Regions from separate parts of the Mus musculus genome. Here all the other regions are linked to region 5. A link is a contact called in public HiChIP or PLAC-seq and promoter capture Hi-C data. All regions are on one chromosome and are shown on one strand. The core of a region is the stretch at or near the end of the contact, and the rest is flanking DNA. Distances in the headings are between cores, read along the strand shown.

What was found. Promoter capture Hi-C pulls out the DNA fragments that hold promoters and counts their contacts. HiChIP or PLAC-seq counts read pairs in DNA pulled down with a chosen protein or histone mark.
Region 1: a contact with region 5 is called in a promoter capture Hi-C map of hematopoietic stem and progenitor cells, with 3 times the contacts expected there. The contact joins the promoter of Zfp366 here to the promoter of Tmem171 in region 5. A contact is called at or near these places in 6 of 39 promoter capture datasets (embryonic stem cells, hematopoietic stem and progenitor cells, pre-B cells and 1 more), 3 of 115 datasets of contacts at active chromatin or transcription factors (all in embryonic stem cells) and 2 of 9 other capture datasets (embryonic stem cells and liver).
Region 2: a contact with region 5 is called in an H3K4me3 HiChIP or PLAC-seq map of forebrain, with 4 times the contacts expected there. The contact joins the promoter of Foxd1 here to the promoter of Tmem171 in region 5. A contact is called at or near these places in 5 of 39 promoter capture datasets (cranial neural crest, hippocampal neurons, liver and 2 more), 1 of 15 datasets of contacts at CTCF or cohesin (the NIH/3T3 cell line), 1 of 484 Hi-C or Micro-C datasets (nephron progenitors), 8 of 115 datasets of contacts at active chromatin or transcription factors (craniofacial prominence, embryonic forebrain, embryonic hindbrain and 4 more) and 1 of 9 other capture datasets (pancreatic islet).
Region 3: a contact with region 5 is called in a promoter capture Hi-C map of liver, with 2.1 times the contacts expected there. The contact joins the enhancer-like site here to the promoter of Tmem171 in region 5. A contact is called at or near these places in 4 of 39 promoter capture datasets (HPC-7-derived erythroid cells, liver and pre-B cells) and 1 of 115 datasets of contacts at active chromatin or transcription factors (pancreatic cancer cells).
Region 4: a promoter capture Hi-C map of hippocampal neurons shows a contact between it and region 5, with 2.6 times the contacts expected there. The contact joins the enhancer-like site here to the promoter of Tmem171 in region 5. A contact is called at or near these places in 6 of 39 promoter capture datasets (3T3-L1-derived adipocytes, the C10 cell line, cranial neural crest and 3 more), 2 of 15 datasets of contacts at CTCF or cohesin (both in the NIH/3T3 cell line) and 1 of 115 datasets of contacts at active chromatin or transcription factors (craniofacial prominence).

What each region holds. Positions count from the first base shown.
Region 1 is chr13:99,182,948-99,186,819 of GRCm38.p6, forward strand. Zfp366 (zinc finger protein 366) reads left to right here and starts at 1,876. Exons shown (of 5, transcript NM_001004149.1): 1 at 1,876-1,917.
Region 2 is chr13:98,352,361-98,356,129 of GRCm38.p6, forward strand. Foxd1 (forkhead box D1) reads left to right here and starts at 1,885. Exons shown (of 1, transcript NM_008242.2): 1 at 1,885-3,769. The coding sequence starts at 2,260. The coding sequence ends at 3,630.
Region 3 is chr13:99,090,922-99,094,932 of GRCm38.p6, forward strand. No RefSeq gene overlaps it. Among named protein-coding and RNA genes, the nearest start is that of 2310020H05Rik, 5.0 kb to the left of the region's middle. Within about 2 kb of position 2,585, at least 104 of the 459 cell types and tissues checked have an H3K27ac peak or open chromatin away from gene starts, as enhancers often do. A contact at or near this core is called in liver, where this site is marked.
Region 4 is chr13:98,293,832-98,297,362 of GRCm38.p6, forward strand. All of the region lies in intron 3 of Gm21976 (low-density lipoprotein receptor class A domain-containing protein 1), which reads left to right. Among named protein-coding and RNA genes, the nearest start is that of Gm21976, 16 kb to the left of the region's middle. Within about 2 kb of position 1,465, at least 22 of the 459 cell types and tissues checked have an H3K27ac peak or open chromatin away from gene starts, as enhancers often do. A contact at or near this core is called in hippocampal neurons, where this site is marked.
Region 5 is chr13:98,692,480-98,696,387 of GRCm38.p6, forward strand. Tmem171 (transmembrane protein 171) reads right to left here and starts at 2,363. Exons shown (of 4, transcript NM_001373965.1): 1 at 2,327-2,363; 2 at 1-238. The coding sequence starts at 161.

The DNA of each region.
Region 1 (3,872 bases), core at 626-3,125, 490 kb after region 5:
GAGGGCAAGAGCACAGGACAGGACCCAGGGGCAGATGAGTTGTTTGATTTGCACTGCTTTGTGTGAGTTTGGCTGAAGGGCAGAGCTGGTTTTGCTGGCTGTTGGTGCTCTTGCCTATGGGGACAGGGCCACTCATGGCAGAAGTCTCGATGCCAGAGTCAGATGCATGTCAAGAATGAAGCCTGCCCAGTTCTTATAAACATTCAGAGCAGCCTTCTTACATGGCTTCTCTGGTCTTGCACACGTTCAGACAGACAAGCACGCAGGCAGACAGACAACAATGAACATATACTCAGAAAATGTGGGACAAACATTCAATGTTGTAGACCATAGTGCCCAGTTAAAACATAGAGTGGACTCTGAACTAAGCCTCACTTTCTGTGAACCCACCTTTCCTGAGGCAATCCATGAGGTTTATAATCTCCACCTCATTTTTTTTTCAATATCGAGTAAATCAAGGAAGCAGCTTATGACCAATGTTTCTTGTGCCACCACAAAGAACCACACAACTGCTGGTTCCTGTTTGTGGTGACAATGGTCTCAACTGAATGAATGGAGGGTACAAGATTCACAAAGCTAATTAGATGATTTGGGCCCAGCTCCCTCTGTCAATGAAGCCATCACTCACAGAGCCCAGGCTTGCCCACCGGGCTCCAGCTCCCTCTGTCAGTGCATGTATCTCCCTAAAGAGCCCAGGCTTGCCCACTGAGCCCTAGCTCCCTCTGCCACTGCAGTCATCCTTCACAGAGCCCAGGCTTGCCCACTGGGTCCCAGCTCCCTCTGTCACTGCAGTCATCCTTCACAGAGCCCAGGCTTGCCCACTGGGTCCCAGCTCCCTCTGTCAGTGCATGTGTCCCACAAAGAGCCCAGGCTTGTCCACTGAGCCCCAGCCCCATCTTCAGTAAAGGATGCTCACCCCAATTCTTCTGCTCCCACTCGGCTTTCCCCCTCCTCTTTCAGAAACAGAGATTGATTTATCTAGGACCTCAGATGGTTCACAATATTCTCAAAACAAATTAGCACCCTCCCTCCAGTGCTCCTGAGGTGACTACATCCAAGAAGGACAGGACAGTGTAAACAACAGTCGGAATTAACTGTGGCTGGCAACGCCACACTAAGTGGCTTCTTTTCCTTTTTCGTCCATCAGCAAAGATGGAACCGGACTTGGCCCAGCACACAGAGCCCAGTGAGCACTGCATAAATCTGCTGTTTGACTGTGAGGAACTTGAAGAACCTAGAGCCAGGCGAGGAACTGGAGCAGTGCTGGGGTTTCAAAGCAGCTAGGAAAAGTCAGAAGGCCTGGGTGGCCAGGCACTGTGCCCTTTGGTAAAGGCTGCAGGTTCCCTCTTGGTTAGCCCAGCAGCCCAGACTTTCCCTCACTGAGAGTCAGAGTTGACACGACATGATTTGTTCCTTTTGGGCTGTGTCAGTTCTGTAAGGCAGACACCAGAGGCTGCAACCAGGAGAGCCTGCGTTTGTTTGGACAGGACAGAGCCACTCAGGGGTTTTCATGTCCTGAAAGCTCCCAGGGCAGAGAGTATATCTGGGGAATTCGTTTTTGTAAAGATTTTCTTTCTTTCTTTCTTCCCCCTCCCCTTCCAACATTTTGTTTAAGAGAAAATGAGATGTCTATCTTCTGTTTCCTTATTTTTTTTCAGGAAAGCGAAGGGTTGTTGACTTCCGCCCTCTCCCCTCCCTTCCTTCCTTCTTCCCGAAGGTACTCATCTGAGAAAAAGAGAACGGGGTATTGTTCCTGTTCTCCTTCTTAAGTCACTTGAAACACTGTCCCTGCGAGTCCTTTAAGTTCCCTGCAATCGGTACACAAGAGAAAGAGGGAGAGAGAGAGAGGGAAAGACAGAGACAGCCAGAGACCAGGTAAAGCGGTGGGGGCTGCTGCCTCTCAGCCCTCAGGAGCTGGTAAGTGACCATGTACTCCTTTCTACCTTCATTTCAATGTCCCTGTGATGGAGACTGACTGGGCATCTTCCACAGAAACCACCTCCCTGGGCTGCTCTTTAATCAAAAGGTGTGACTGATGGGTGGCCTAGAGTGTAAGCTCATGCCTCGTTGCAGAGGAGAATATTAATGCTTTGCAGAGCTGAGGCTTGCCAGGAGTGGAAATGGAATTGTGTTGGGGCTGAGGAGGTCGCTGTGTTAAATTTGAATTGTTTTGTCATAGGCAACTTGAGTTTACTAGGAACCATTGGGACATGTGGTGTGCCCCACTGGAGGGGTCACTGCTCCCAGGACTGCATTCTGAGAGCCCTCTCAGGGTGTCTGTTGAGAATTGTGATTTGCTCATGGAGTTTTGGTATATTTATTGTCTGCCTTGAAGTGTCTTTCTTCTGATTTTTGTTTGTTTGTTTGTTTCCATTCTGTAGTTCACCTCCCCAAAGTGAACTGTTCATGCATGGCTGTTGCTCTGTCCCTGAAGTAGGAGGGAAAGGGAGGGAATACCTCTTTGGAATAGTGCTGTGTGTGGGAGATTTGGGAGAAAGGTGCCCCATGTGGGTTAAATGTAAATGTACTGTCCACTGTCAACTCGGAGTGTCATGCGCCACACAGAAGAAGGCAGGGATACGAGGGCATTGACTTCAGTTTTGGAAATCAGTGTGTGACTGGACTGGAGGATTTAGATTGATTGCTTGTGTCAGGAAGAATGAAAAGCTAAGCCACAGATGCAATTGAAAAACAGTCACCCAGAGCCTGCTGTTCTAAAGCACCAAATAGAACACGGCAAGGTAGTCAGGCTCATATAGACACTATGCCAGCAGCGGTTAAACGTCCGAGTTGCTTCCATTGCGTTTGACAGAGAGGGTAATGTTACCAAGAAGTTGTTATGGCAAGCCAAGAGGGAGCCGGCATCACGTTGTCAAAAATAGGTTAGCAAGGTCAAGCCAAGACTGGGGCACGGCTGCTATTAATAATTTAATCCAGTGAGGTGCTGGATGGGTAGAAGGCAGTGGCCATGCGTGCTTCTCAAACCATTCATTCCTATGGTATAGACGGGTTGAAATCCTCAGGGTATGAGCAGCATAGTAAAAGTAGTTCGACATTTTGAAATTAATTTGGCCAGATCATGTTTTAACCACAATCGCGTAATTAATCTTTATTTGAAACTGAGCTGTCACCTTAATGAAGATGAGACAGTCTAGTAGATCTGGATGATTAATGTAGGTTTGTTATTTATTTTTTAAAAAGAGACTTTCCCTAGAATCCCCATAATACAATGTACATGGAAGAGACAGGATTAGCAGTTGCCCCTTAAGGATGCAACCAAGTGTAACCTTGGTGGCCTGAGGTGCCTGGCTCTTCCCTCACCTGCCCCAGCCACCACATCCCCATGCATCCCCAGGGCAGCAGCGTCCAGGACGGATGTTCTCGGGCATTTTGTATTAGTACTGGCCAATTGCGACCCCAGGAGAGATGCCGGGTGGCACACAATCCTGCTTGACTCCTTTCGCTTTCATTTCTCCTGATATTATTAATGCCATGCACGATGGATGCGATGGGGGACAAACAGCTTCAGGGCCACTCTAAGGATAAGTCAGGTAAAAGCGGGGAGACTATGTTTGCTGTGGTCCTTCCTGGGGGCCAAGACTAAGGAGCTGAGAGTCATGAGGTCATTGCCAGGATGGCTGCTGGATACTGTGGGGGTGGGGGTGAGGTTCAGGAAAAAAAAAATCCTTCACTGACATTAGCCTAGGCCACTGCTACACAATCTATCTTTTCCTCAGCTCCAAAGAGCGAGTTGACATTTGTGGAAATTTCCAGAGTGATTCTTCTCTAGGGACATCATGGGCTCCTTTTTGATAGCATGGGAAATTCCAGTTTGGAATGATCCAGAGCCTTGCTCATACAATAGTTCACTA
Region 2 (3,769 bases), core at 635-3,134, 340 kb before region 5:
TTCTAGGACAGACAAATTGCAAATCTTGAGCAGAGAGATTTTCCTCTAACGTTACTAATAACCTGCGAACAATTCTTCTTGTATTCCATCTTCAAATACGTTTGTACGCAGCAGCCCTCAGCACTGCGAAAACCATAGTGTTTATTTAGATATCGGGCAAGCACTAATAAAACTTAAACTTTTGATGTAAAAGTGGACTCCTTGGTTAGGACGCCTGTCTGCATCAACAAAGCATTCGCTGCCTGATTAATGTTGGCGCAGGTTAATCAGAGCCCATTACAATAATTAGATGGTCCAGTCATACATCAAATGAGAGGCAATGAAAATCAACGCGTTCAGATCGCAAGGCATTCTCATAGATCTTTTAAAGATCTCTAGTAGACTTTACAGACCATTTACAAGTGGAACTGGTGGTTACCCATTGGAGAAAACGAAATCTGATTTGAAAAGAAGTATTAGATGGGGCAACAGCTTATTTTTGTGATGAATACCAGTTAGAACAAGTCACTTCAGGAAGTAAGAAACACTTGGTTGATACAATGACACACAGAGCATTTGAGATTGTTCCTAGAGAAAGCCATTGAATTTTTATTCAGTTCTTGGCAAATGGCGATTTTAACCAGAAAGTTAAACTGGTAAGGCAAAGTTCCCTATTTGAAATCGAAACATCTCAGAAAAGGCAAACATCCAGAAAGCTAGGCTATCAAAATGAATTCGGATTACACAATTATTCGGATTTCCCGCCAGCCAGAACAAAACATTTAGCTGGTGGTAAACACAGGTGACCTTAAAACAGAATAATACTTTAATCATCCCTATTAGCTTGCCACTTGGAAGAAAAATGAATCGAGTGGAGTTGCATCCTGCATTTAAAATTTAAAAGTCGGGTTTTTTTTTAAAAAAAAGAGTATAAAAAGCATTTAATGTATTTTCCAAAATAAAAAATTGATCTCAAAGTTCATCTTTGCTACTGTCCTTTCTACTATCAATCCTTCCGGAACAACACTGTGTGTAAGTTATAATAATTCCAGTATTTAGAAAGTAGTGTGAAATGCTCCTTTAGAAATACCTTTTATTGAAAAGTATAGCGCTCTTTTTCCTAACATCTCAACAGTGTTTGAGTTGCTGCTATGTGTAATTTCTGTGTGTGTTTGGGTTTTCATTACAATTTTCTATTTCTTTTCCTCATTCAACCATTGCTTGCTCTATTCCCATGGAATTTGTGAGATGCTCTCATTAGAGTGGCTTAGTTTAGCTGTCAAGTCTCTAGGGCATTCAATTGCAGATAAATGACCAAAACGCCAGCCTAACCGCATTTTTATTAACAGATGGCGGAAAACAAACGTCTTTGGAGAAGAACCGAAGGGAAAGGGTTAAAGGGTCAATAAACAATTATTACCGTGCTCAAAATGGGGGATTTTTCATCAGATTCCACAGGCGGAGACTGGCCCAGTCCAGAGAGCTGGGACACCCTACCAGACTCCCTCGCTCAATATTCCAGTGAGCACCTCACACATAGAGCAGTTGTCCCCAGTGGGATGACTCCTACAGGCCACTGGGTTGTCCAATCGAAGCGTCCCCGGAGCGCTTGAGATTAGGGTTGAGGGCTAATCCGGGAGAATAAGGCTGGGGGTTTGAACTCCTGTAGCTCTCGGGTCGGCTCGCGGCTGGCTAGGGTGGGATTCAGGATAGCCAATATCTTGGCAAGAAATAGTGGGCTTCAGTCTCCAACTCTTGCTGCTGCCCCTCCTGCGGGTGAACTTTCTCTTCCTACACGCCGATTCCCTCGCCTTTCTTTTCCTTCCCTGGGCCGCGCTCTGACGTGCACACCATGTGACAGGCCCCCTTCTGCTATAAGCACAGACAAGGTCCGCCCTCTTCTGGACTCAGCCCTGGCCTTGCCGAGCTCCGTTTCTAGATTCTCACTCCTCCCGCGCCCTTCTGGGCGCCCGACACCGACTGGCCCGCCAGGGTCCAGCCACCCCCTCCTGGACTAACCGGGCTAAAGGGACCACAGTGGAAAAGGTCAAGTCTAGAGCGCCCGCCACCCGGTGCCCGCCGAGCCGGGGAGCGCAAACACCTCGCACAGCCCTGCTCGCCAAGTAGCGGAGCGGAGCGGCCCCAGCCACCTCCTGCAGCCGCGCGTCGCAGAGTGGCGTCCTCGCTCCGGGTCCGCCGCTCCGGGATCGGCCTGGGGAGGCCAGGGAGCCGGGAGCCCGGTGCCCCTATGTGCCGCCGCGCCACCGCGCCGCCCCAGCTATGACCCTGAGCACGGAGATGTCCGATGCCTCCGGCCTCGCGGAGGAGACAGACATCGACGTGGTGGGGGAGGGCGAGGACGACGAGGAGGAGGAGGACGATGACGACGAGGGCGGCGGCGGCCGCGGCGGCGGCGGGTCCCGGTTGCCGAGCTCGGCCCAGCGGCGGAGGCGCTCTTACGCCGGGGAGGACGATCTCGAGGACCTGGAGGAGGAGGACGACGATGACCTGCTGCTGGCCTCCCGGCCCGCCGCGTCCCCCGCGCCTCCGGGTCCTGCGCCCGCCCCGGGGACCGGGTCGGGCGGCTGCAGCGGCGCCGGAGCGGGAGGCGGCGCGGGAGGTGGTACGGGCGCGGGCACGGGCGGGGGCGCTAAGAATCCGCTGGTGAAGCCGCCCTACTCGTACATCGCGCTCATCACCATGGCCATCCTGCAGAGCCCCAAGAAGCGCCTGACGCTCAGCGAGATCTGCGAGTTCATCAGCAGCCGCTTCCCTTACTACCGGGAGAAGTTCCCCGCTTGGCAGAACAGCATCCGTCACAACCTGTCGCTCAACGACTGCTTCGTCAAGATCCCGCGCGAACCGGGCAACCCGGGCAAGGGCAACTACTGGACGCTCGACCCGGAGTCCGCAGATATGTTCGACAACGGCAGCTTCCTGCGGCGCCGCAAGCGCTTCAAGCGCCAGCCGCTACTCGCTCCCCACGCGGCGGCCGAGGCGCTGCTGCTGCGCGGTGCGGGGCCGGCGGCGGGCGCAGGGGACCCGGGCGCCGCGCTTTTCCCGCCGCCGCCGCCACCGCCCGCCTGCGGCTACGGAGCCTACGGCTGCGCCTACGGCCTGCAGCTGCCACCCTGCGCGCCGCCCTCCGCGCTCTTCGCTGCCGCCGCCGCGGCAGCCGCCGCCGCCTTCCATCCGCACTCGCCCCCGCCGCCTCCTCCTCCTCCGCCGCCGCCTCCCGGTGCGGCCGCCGAGCTGGCGCGGACCGCCTTCGGCTACCGGTCACACGCGCTGGCTGCCGCCCTGCCCGGCCCTTTGCAGGCGGCCGCAGTCAAGGCGGGAGGCCCGGGCGCCGCAGCGCTCGCACGCTCGCCCTTCTCCATCGAGAGCCTCATCGGGCGCACTCGGGGTCCCGCGGCCGCCGGGGCGCACGTCTCGTCCGGGGCCGCCAGCGGGACCGCCCCGGGACCCGGGGGCGGGGGTTGCGCAGTACAGGCGGCTGCTGGTCCCGCCGTCGCGCTCACCCGCTCGCTCGTGGTCGCCGCCGCGGCCGCCGCCTCCTCCGTGTCCTCGTCCGCCGCGCTGGGGACTCTGCACCAAGGGACAGCGCTGTCCAGTGTGGAGAACTTTACTGCTAGGATTTCCAATTGTTAGGAACGTCGTTAGCGCGCGGGAGAGCGAAGGTAGGACTCCCGGCTTCTTTCTCCGGATGGGGGGGTTGGTTTCGTTCGCCCCTCCCGGTCCTCGGAGACCCCGCGCCCCCCATTTTCGCCGCTTCGGATTCTTGGACCAG
Region 3 (4,011 bases), core at 1,335-3,834, 400 kb after region 5:
AACCACTGAGCCATCTCTCCAGTCCAGTAATTCATATCTTACCAGCTCCATGTAGTCATTCTACAGTGTTGACATACTTCGAAATATCATATTACATATGATTAATGTACACATTTGTAAAATATGTAATTCTACTTGCCCGTTAAAATAATTTTTAAAGAAGCACAATTCTTGATGAGTAAAGGTTTTGTGCTCAGACTTAAAAGTCTATTCTAATAATCAGATTGTTATAAAGAAGCTATTTTAGAGGCTGGTGAGATAGCTCATTGATTAAAAACAGTCACTGCTCATCTGAGGATCTGAGTTCAGTTTCAAACATTCGTATCGGGCAGCTTACAACCATGTGTAACTCTAGCTCAAGGAAAGCCAATGCCTGCGGCCTCTGCAGGCACCTGCGCTCACACACACACACACACACACACACACACACACACACACACACACACACATCCAGTTAAATGATACAAATAAACTCTTTTTTATCCATTTTTCTTCTTTGTTTGTTTATTTTGAGATAGGTTTCTCTGTGTAACAGCCCCAGCTGTCCTGGAACTTGCTGTGTAGATCAGTCTAGCCTAGAAGTCAGATCCCCCTAACGTTGCCTCCGGAATCGAGGGATTAAAGGTATATAGCGCCACACGAGGCTTCTTTTTCTCCTCCTTCCTTATTTTTTTTTTCAAATAAGCCCTTAAAGTTGGCATTTTAAAATAAAGATGGAGACTCTATCTTGACATGTAAATGAACATTCTGATGAGTGACTTGGTCACAGCACAGTTGTGTGTGCTCAGTGGAAGATGCGTGTCAGAGTCAGCTGCCCTGGAGTCACGTGACTGTCTGTCTGCCACACAGGTGAGGAACACCTCCTGCCAGCTCCTCCAGCTCCGGCTCCGGGTGCTGCTCTGCTCTTCCTGCTCCTGGGTGGGTGACATGAAGCCACCTGGGAGGAAGTTTGAATGTTACCTCCTTTATTGGAGCCACACAGGGACTGCACTGACTCCTCTTCCCCTCACTTTGCCTCATTCTGCGGGGAGATTCTTGAAAATAATTTATTACCTCTCAAGATGTGAGCTCCCCTGAGGGAGGTGTGAGACAGCTTGAGGGGAAAGGCAGGCCCAAACTGGCTCTTCTCAGTGTTTGGAGTGATGATACACATTCCCAGATATGGTGGGGGTGGGAGGGTGAGGGTGGGGGTGGGACACAGGAGATACCACAGGCCCAGGCTGTCCCAGGAGAGTGCTGTTCTATCCCATCTCTACAGGGGACATGGTGGTTTGGTTCAAAAGATAGTATTGTGTATGTAAACTCACTTTTCAAAGTCAAATAGCCCGCCTAAGACATGAGCCCTGTGGTCGATTTGTGGTTAGCTCTATCTGCACCTCTGAAGTTGAGTCTCTCTCGGGGTATTCTTGTGAGCCATCTCTAGTGAACTTTCTCGGATTTCCTTGCTTAAATGATTAACAGACATGTCCTTTGATCACTTGCATAGCAGTGTCACAATCTGAAAGCAAAGGCCGTTCTATTTTGTGGGAGTGTGCAGGCAGGCCTGGGAGGGAAGAATTTTGGACTCTCCCGAGCTCCTTGGAGGCCTTTGCAGACAAAACACTTGGAGAGCGTCTGGCACACTGACAGAAACTATCTGCCTGGGGCCAGTGCTGAGTCTGTCCGAGCTCAGGGGTCACGTCACTGACCTGACGAAGAATGCAGCTTATCTCTCGGATAATGGAAGAAGATCGATACTATAGTCATGAACAGACTTGAACTTGTCTCTCTCGATTTGAACTCACCCCCACCCCCTGTTCAGTAAAAAGACTCAAAAGTGTATTTAGTTAAAACTGGCAAAGCCCACATAGTTAGGTGCAATTAATTTAGTGAGCTAACCAACATACACCGCTTTACCATAAAGATTTACTGTCAGCCTATGCAGCTCAAATCCTTGGGCTTAGACATTTCCCATTAGTGAACAGTGTTCGCATCAACTCTATATTGGGATTAGTGGTTTTTCACGGTTCTGGGAACTGAACTAGAAAAGAGAGTATTTGGTTCTAATGACATTAAAGAGGACTCAATAGATTGTGTTACTTCATAGATTTTCCTTTGCTGTGGATTTTTTTTTTTTTTTTTTTTTTTGGTTGTTGTTACAAAAGAACTATTTTAGGCTTAAATGTATCCGCTGGCCATTTAGTCTATGGAGACACACCACATATTTAATGCTCTGCTTCATTGCCCGCTGAAAGAAATAAGTGCATAACAAAATGCTTTGAAAAATGCTTAATTTCTCAACTGTTGATTTAATGTGTTACGGTTCAATAAGGTGATGAATCGCTCTGCTCTGCTACCACTGGAAACCAGAAAAATGATCCACACTGGTATGTTGCATCTGTGAATATTAAGTTTGTCAATGTAATTTATGACTAGGCAGGTAATATACCGGTAATTTGCATACTAATTGCTGTGGTGGAAGCCAGACGACTTTAATTCGCTAAGCTAGTCTGTCTAAGCAGAAGCCAGCAATTACCTCTCTGTGCTGGAGAGACAGCCTTGTTTAGGAGGAGAGAAAATGGAGGCAGTCAGGAAGCCTACAGAGCTGCCGGGCCCCCTGCTGGTAGCCAGGCAACACGTTTGCACAGAGGCAGCCTTGTGCAGGACCTGTAGGTGAGAGAATGCCTTTCCTCGCTGAGGCAAGCCGGATTTCCCAACCAAGTAACATTCAGAAAGCAGAAGATTAAAGTCAACGAAGCTCACTGCGAGCAGACACAACCTGTCTGTGTGTCCAGTATCAGAAATCTGAAGGCAGGAAAATAGCCCATTTCTATCTCCTGTAAAGGGAGCTTTCAATACAGGTCTTTTGAAACCAGATTTTATTTTTTTTTCATTTATGTATCTATGTACGTGTCTGTCTGTCTGTCTGTTGTGCAGGTAGAAATTGGAGGGTGGTGGAGGAATGCAGCCTGCATACAGAAAGATGTTGAGCATCCCCACTAACAATGAAAGGAAGAACGCTAACCTCTGAGGGATGATTTTTCTAATAGATTCAGAAGGATGAACGCTTTTTTTTTCCTGTGTAGGGCATGCACCACCGAGTGCAGGGTAAACCTGTATTCTTTAGGAGAATGAGATATTAATAACCCTTGAGATTTTTTTTTTGAATATCCTTAGAGCAGTAACCCTACTTCAAGAAATGCACATCCCAGAGCGTGTATACCACGAAGCCCACATGTTCACTTTTATTTTTATTCGATGTATAAAAGTGTGGTCATTTCAAATGATTCAACCAAGCACAAGGCTGTTAATTGTTACATTTTGGGATGATGATAGTTTGTGAATGCCTAACCAACCGCTCAGCAGGAGGAGGCTGATTAAATAAACAGGTACATAGTGCAGAAAGCTTACGAACATCGAGACGTAGAGCCAATGCACAATGTTTGTGCAGATGAATGGCCATGCCAGGCATTGACGGTGGGGTCAGATGGGCCAGTCTATGAATCAGTACTTGGGAGTCTGAAGCAGGAGGATTGCCATGAGTTTGTGGTCAGCTTTGGCAACAGACTGAGACACTATCTTTAAAATAAAGAAATATGAGTGTGGGTGATTAAATAAACAGATCACAATGTGCAGCAGTGTATAAATGGTATTTTTTTATTCCATATAAAAGGTGAATATAGGAAAAGTCAGGAAGGCTATGTTCTAATGTTTAATCACGTCTACCTTTTTAAGCAGGGGCTCTGTCTGGGTCAACTCTAGGAGAGGACTCTTGGTTAGCTTTCCATGTTGGAATTTGACATGAAGCACCCACCTCAAAGACTATGATAACATAGCACAAAAAGCATTGGAAAATGTATCCTATTTGGGGTTGAAGCTCAATGGTAGAGAATTGTCTAGCACGTGTAAATTTTGGCTTCTACTCCCAGTCCCAGATAATAAATAAATGCATAAGCCATACAATGAGTACTTGTGAACTAAACATTCAACAATTGTTAAGTTGCTTTATTTTATTTTATTTTATTTTATTTT
Region 4 (3,531 bases), core at 215-2,714, 400 kb before region 5:
CCTTGCTGTAAGAGACAAGAATCTTAGTGTCAAGCAACCGTTCCTAATAAACATCCCAGCCACAGTAAACAGACAGACAAACGGACTGGTGCACACACCTTTAATTCCAGTGCTAGGAAGTCGAGGCAGGCAGATATCTGGGAATTTAAGGACAGCCTGGTCTACAGAACAGAGCTAGTTTCAGGTAAGCCAGGGCTACATAGTGAGACCCTGCTTATATTAATTAATTAATTAATTAACTAATTAAATACAGTTTTACATGATCCTTGAGAAGATGGAGTCCTTTAATTTGGAAATCCACTTTAGTTATCTATTCATCTGCTCATTTATCTTATGAATGATACCATTTACCTTCATGTAGCCAGATAGTGGTGGTGCACACCTTTAATCCCAGCACTCTGCAACACAGGCGGAGGCAGTCGGATCTCTGAGTTTGAGGCCAACCTGGCCTATAGAGTGAATAGACCATGACAGCCAGGTCTACACAGGAAAGCCTGTCTCCACAAAACCAATATAAACAAACAAACAAACAAACAAACAAGTAAAATATTTACATAGAAGATTTATAACACAGTGAAAAGAAATGGAGCTTTAAAATCAAATATCTGAATCAAACTTCTGTTTCTCATGGTGTTTTTAAAGTCATGGTTTCCTCTCTTCAACAATAAAGCTAGGGATCCATCTTGGCAAGGCTGTTTTAGGGATTTGAAATAGTGTACGAAAAGTTACTGGCATACAGTAAGTACTCAATGAAAGGAGTGTGGTTGTGACCATCTTTCTATTATTATATCACTGTTGAGCCAGACAAGCCTAAGTCCAGTTTGCACATTCACCTAATGGGGGTGTTTTATCCCTAAGGCTTTGTAGATTGACAGATACTCATTCTCACTAACTTGGGGTTGACTTACACTGGAGGAGGTCTCAGTCTCTGACAAAGACTTTCTCTTTAAGCCACCACAGTCAGGCTCACCTGATTCTGTAACTAGGCCCACTTCCTTGGCCTCTGCCTGCACTCTTAGATATTGGTCTATGTGGAGAGACACCATGGCCAAGGCAACTTAGGGAAGGAAGGCATGGCACCGGAGCAGAGAGCTTACACCTCATCACAAGCACGAAGCAGAGAGAAAGCTAACTGGGAACAAAAGCCAGTGACAGCCCCAGTGATGTACTTCCTCCAACAAGGCCACGCCTCCTCCAACAAGGCCATGCCTCCTCCAACAAGGCCACGCCTCCTCCAACAAGGCCACGCCTCCTAATCCTTCTCACTTAGTTCCACCAACTGGGGAGCAAACCTGCAAACATATGAGCCTCTGGGGGCCATTCTCATTCATGCTGCTACACCTGCTAAGCTCAGTTTCAGCACAAAAAACTTACATAAACCGGTTACTGACAATTTACCCGCTGGTCCCATCTGCTGTTTTGCCATGTCATATTGACTGCCCCCCCCCTCTGCTTGCTGGCATCACACACTCAGCTCAGTTCCCAGTTAGCTTTCTCTCTGTAATATGTGGGTGTCTGTCTTTTTTGCTTACTGTAGTTGTCTTGGAAGAAGCCTTCTTCCTTGTCTTAACAAGAGTTCACAATAACTGACCCTTTACACCTCTCATCTCCACGTGTCTCTTTCTGATGGGACAATGCCAGTGTCCACAGAGATACAACATGAACTTGATGTCTGCTACAGTATGGATTTCATTTGTCTCCAAAGGGTCACAGGCTGGGACTTTGTTTCCTGTGGCGGTGGAGCTGAGAGTTTGGGGAGACTTCAGGTCAACTGTGAAGTTCTTAGCACACTCAGGGTTGGTCCATGAGATGGGTTAAGAAAACATGGGCCCTCTGAGCTCTGATAAGAAGAGGAAGTTGCTATAGAAATAAAGGTGATGTCTGAGTGGCTCTGGATTTTTGCTTCAAGATGGGCTCTCTTCCTTTCACATGCACTCCCACTGTTGTGACCTCTGTCTTGTCATGAGGTCCTCATTGGAGCTCGGCCAGTGCTGATGCCATGCCCCTGAACCCCATAGCTAAACGTGTGTGTGTGTGTGTGTGTGTGTGTGTGTGTGTGTGTGTGTATAAACACACAGTTCGTCTCCCTCCAGCACTTTATTGCAGCAAAGTAAAGTGTACTAATACAAGTCTCCTATGTCAGGACATGCCACCAGGAGTGTCCAGTTGATTCTTCTGAGGCTGTGAAGCTGAGCCACCACCAACTCACATACCAAGTGGGCAAAATTGCCTTTCCTATGAATTGAAGGGGCAGAGCTCACTCCTCAGATACAGCTGCCTCCATTGAGACCTCCTACCCACACCCACCTCAGCCTCAGAAAACTGCTGTTCTTCGGCACCCCACTGCCCTCAGCCTTTGTCTCCCTGTAAGTTTCCACCCATCCTTTAACACACCACACTCCAGGGTTCCCTGGAGTCCTCCCTCTGATTAAAACGGGCCTATCTTGTTCTTCCAGTTCCTTCAGCCTGGCTGAGTGACTCACCAACACATCTGACAGCTCTCTCTTTACTGTGAATGACTGAGGGTACCTCCAGGATCGGCTTCTCATACTTATATGTGCTGGGAACCGGGACTTTTTTGCTGACGATGAATTTTAGAGCCTTACCTGTCTAATCCTGTTTTCCAGGGGACAACAGTGATCTGGGACACTCGTTAAATATGCATTCGTGGGCATTGCCCCTGGATGCTCCAAAGTTGGGTGGAGGCTCTAGAAGTGTAAGCTTTATAAATACCCATCGGGGATGCCAGGGAGTGCTCCCGAAGGCTCAGGTGTGTTAGGAGAAGGGAAGCAGTACAAAAGGAAGAGGGGTGGGCTGGGTAGCCATTGCTGGAGGTCACCCAGCTTTTCCTTGGCAGACCCAAGTCCAGCAGCAGGCTTCCCCATCCAACAGAGCTTGGTTGTGGAAACCTGACTGGGACAATGAAGGAATAGAGACATGACAGACACAGGGACAGAAAAGCTGGGGGTCTGATGGAGGTGCACCAAAGAGAACGAACCAGAACGAACGGCAGCACATCTGCTATGTACAGCGCAGTGGAAGGGGTTAATTGGTTTCAGTTGGAGGTCCCTATAGAGAAGAAGTCTTCGTCTCTGGGTGTGTATACTGCCAGCATCGGCGCAAGGACCAGAGAAAGGTTATGTCCATTCCCTGAGCCCAAGCCCCAGTGAGTCTGCGTATTGTCCCTTGCCAGCAATACACATTTGCTTAGGCTCTGATACTAACATTCTTGTTTTTTGGTTTTGGTTTTGGTTTTGGTTTTGGTTTTTTGAGACAGGGTTTCTCTGTGTGGCCCTGGCTGTCCTGGCACTCACTTTATAGACCAGGCTGGCCTCGAACTCAGAAATCCGCCTGCCTCTGCCTCCCAAGTGCTGGGATTAAAGGCGTGCGCCACCACGCCCGGCTGATACTAACATTCTTGTGCTTCGTTGGGAACTCTGCATTGAGTCATGCCTCCAACAGTCTGGTCTTCCACGTTTGAGACAGGATGGTGGTAGGCCTATGGGATTCAGCTTCCCTGAACTCTTGCTA
Region 5 (3,908 bases), core at 1,113-3,612:
TGTGAGAGGGGCTTATATTGGCATGCCTGGTACCCAAAGATGGAGAGCAGGACCCCAACACACAACAGAGCTGCACCGAAGACAAAGAGGAAGAAAATGAGCTTGCTGACATGCCGGTCCCTCTGGTCTCCATCTGGCTCAGCAGTTCCTACAGAAGACATGGCCAGAAAAGAAAAGGCCTCCTCGTTGTTCCCTGATGTGAAGAAATGTGTTTCCTTCCCTCCAGCAGTTGCAGGCTCTGCAAGCAATAATAAATGCAAAATTACCTTGAGCACAGGTATGTCTGACCAGTTCTGATCTCTTGCTGGCCATTGCAGAAATCACAGAGGGGTGACCTGTCAGGAGGCGGAACTTCGTGTCATTGGTCTACTGTAGAACAATGACTTGGCCTATGAGTCAGGTGAACTGGCATTCAAAGACTCCCAAATGTGTAATTTCATGAATATATCAAAAAAAAGAGGAAATTCAATTACCATGCTTCTGAGATAAGAAAATCTTTTTAAAAAATAAATAAAATGACTGGTGGTGTGGGTGTGGCTTTTCCTGTCCTGAGTCCTACAAACTCATTCCTCCAGCCCCCCCCCCCAAAAAAGGCAGATAAGGAAAGAGCAACAGGAATAGTTTCTGATCTACAACTGCCTAGAATGATGTCAGAACTGCTCTGAGCATCTTGGTAAATTTTTGTCCAATAACTAACTTTCCACTTCCTGTTTAAGACTCCAGCAACTTTTCATTTCCCACTCTATTGTAAGGCTCCCTCAGCACATGATCCAATGTCAGCAGTTTCGATAAAACAAAAAGATGGTTCGAAAAGACAGTGGGTTTGTGGACTTTTACTTTAATTCTGTCAAAATGTGATCCTTGTGGTTTCAAGAAGCAAACCCCGAGGCTGCCCGGACACCCCGCCCCTACTGGCAGCTCAGTTTCAGGACACTGGCATGACCTGAGAGGATCTGACCCAACAGGTGACGTCTAGCCCCATCGCCAAGGCGGACAGTGTCCTCAGGTAGGCGGACAGGTGGCAAGTGGCCGTCAGGCACCCTCCTCCACAGTGCCACCTACTTCCACAGAGGCCTAGACACAGTAAACAGAGAGTAGTTACAAAGCACAGAAGGCTAACAAAACTTGCTGGGAAACCAAAAGTGGAACTAAGTGAAAAAGCACCTTCCACGAGTCGACACAAGGTCACGGTGGCACACACCATTAATGGGAGACAGTGGTAGGAGGATCTCTAAGCTTGAGGCCAGCCTGATCTACAGAGTGAGTTCCAAGACAGCCAGAGCTACGTAATAGAGAGACCCTGTCTCAAAATAAAACAAAAACAAAAGAGTATTATTACCTGACCTCGCAAGCAATGGTTAAAGGGCATGCTGGTTCACACAGCACTGATCTTTGAACCATTGACCTTGCCTCAGTCTGGTAAATGGGAGTACAAGACCTCACTGTAGCTCTCACGAACACAATCCAAAGTCAGGAAGGACATAGTCAAACACAGAAAACTTTCAAACATATTCTGCCATTCACATTCATGATCCTCTGACGGAGCTCACAGCTGCAAGACCAAGATCATCTTGCCAGGCTCGTGGGTAAGGAAGGTGAGTTTGGGTGATGGAAGGAGATGGGTGACATTGCTGTCCTAGGAAGTGCTTTTCCCAGGGAGAGTGTGATAGAATCAGAAGGAAGTGGAGAAAAAAAAAAGAAGAAGAAGAAGAAGAAGAAGAAGACGCAGAGGAGTGAAGGATGCATTTCTCTCAAACTTGCAAAAGCCACATTTCATGGTGATGCTAAGATGGAAGACTTAAAGCATCCTGCTAATTTAAAACACATCTTCCCCCAATCACATAATCCCACCGCTGCTTTAACTCACTGGGTTTTTTTGGTGTCTTCAGCTTTGTAGCCAGTCGCTGAGCTTCACCTGTTTTAAGGCAAATTCTCAAACACCAACACAAAAACAGTAGAAGCACCGAACTAGATTTGTACTTTCTTTCACTCCAGGACACCTACTAGAACATGTTTGTCCCTGATCCAAACTAAGGCGAGGATCGCTTCAGCGGCCCCCTTAGGTGCGCTCAAAACACGGACACCCAGGGACAACCAAATAGATGGGAAATTATATACGAAGCCGAACTTTTTCTACTCTAAACTCAGTTTCCTCACAAAGCCAAATCTGCCCTACTAAACGCTCCTTTGCATATTCCAAAAGCCAGACCCAAATCAACGGCACATCTCTTCATCCAAAGCTCTGGAGGGTTGGCAAAGCAAGGCCTGGAGAGGAGAATGTCTTTGCGGGGACTCAGGAGCAGCTGCCTTTCGGGGAGCCCCTTACCTGCGCTGCTGGTCCTGGGACTCTCCGCCACACCCCTGGCTCCACGCACACCCTCTCTGCGCGTCCGGGCGCGGAGGGCGGGCCTCCTCCGTGTGCAGAGAGCCAGGCAGAGCCCGGCTCGCGGGTGCGGCGGCCGGGCAGGGCAGGGCAGGGCTGGCCGGTAGGATCTGGCCGCCACCGGGCGCTGCCCTCCTGAGGCACCGGCGCGCCGCTCCGGAGCACAGAACTAGGGTCAGCTTCGCGGCCCTGGGACCATAAGACTTGGCAGTGCAAGCGAGGGATCGACGTGGGGGGCGGGGGGGAGGCAGATGGGCACGCTCCACCAAGTTGTGGGTGCCAGCGAGTCCAGCTGGGGCTGCGTGAAGTGGCGACACGGAGGCGGGCATCTGAGAAAGGAGCTGGTCCCTTAGCAGCCTAGGTGCAGCGCTCCGGGAGGGGGAAGGGGCCGGCTGAGGAATACCTGAGCCCCGGGGAAGAGCAACAGGGAAAGTCGGGCCACAGTCCACGACCAAGCAGCCCCCCACCCTCAACCCCCGCCATTCTGCCGCCACTGCCAGTCCGAGGGCAGGTGGCCCTTCTACTATACTACTCTGAGACCTTGACGGGAGTCCCGGGACCTAGAACCTCGCAGGTAGTTTTCTACAAGAGGATAATGGGGACCCCCAGGAGTCCCTGAAGAGTGAGGCCGGGGACCTTGTATGCTAACCATTCAACATGATAGCCTAGCTCGTAGACTGAAGCTTATACCCAGCAAGTCCTGTAGTGGGTCACCCCTGTCCCTTCCTGGTCATATATATGCATGCAGCCCTCCTTTGCCATAAAGCACCCTTCCTGGAGCTCTGGAGATTAAACTGTTAACTCTCCCTGCCCTTGAACGGAGTGTCTGATGGGTTTGCTAATCCCCATGCTATTTGTAACCTGCCCCGTGACACTTGACAACTATCCAACTGTGCTAGTTTCCACACCAGAGGTCAGGCCACTGTGAGAGGTAAGTCAAGTGTGCTCTGGACCCAAACACAGAGGCACCCAGAGCTCTGGGGACTTTCCCACCCTTGCCTTTTCTCCCTAGCTTCCTGTCTCCTTGAAAGCCCATCCATTCTTGTTAGCTTCCTGATGGATGAGTTAGGCTTGGTAAGCAGAGGCAAAGAAAGGGGTCACGGTGGGGTCAAAAAGGTTTGGGGACTGGTGGAGTGGGAAGGGTAAGATGGGGGCTCACCAGGGAAGCACATAGCCATGGGGATGTGGTGGGCACACAGGTCTAGCGGGCCAGATGTGGGCTTTCTCACAGTCAGGGTGCTCTGAGCATGGGGTCTCTAACAAGGCAGACTTACATACTGGCTAATATCAGTATCCAGCACCCAGCTGGCTCTGCAGGGAGTTCCTGCCTTCATCTTCAGCCCATGGTCCCCTATTGTGTGTCTTCAGGTCTCTGGGAAGGTTGGGGTCATAAGTGGATGGGGACCTAGCAAACCAGTTCATTAGGTGAAGGAACCGAAAGCCCCACTATATCAGCTTATACGGCGCCAACAGCCAGATGTTCTGAAAGCAACATTCTCTGAGTTCGCCTGTCACCCAGAGAACA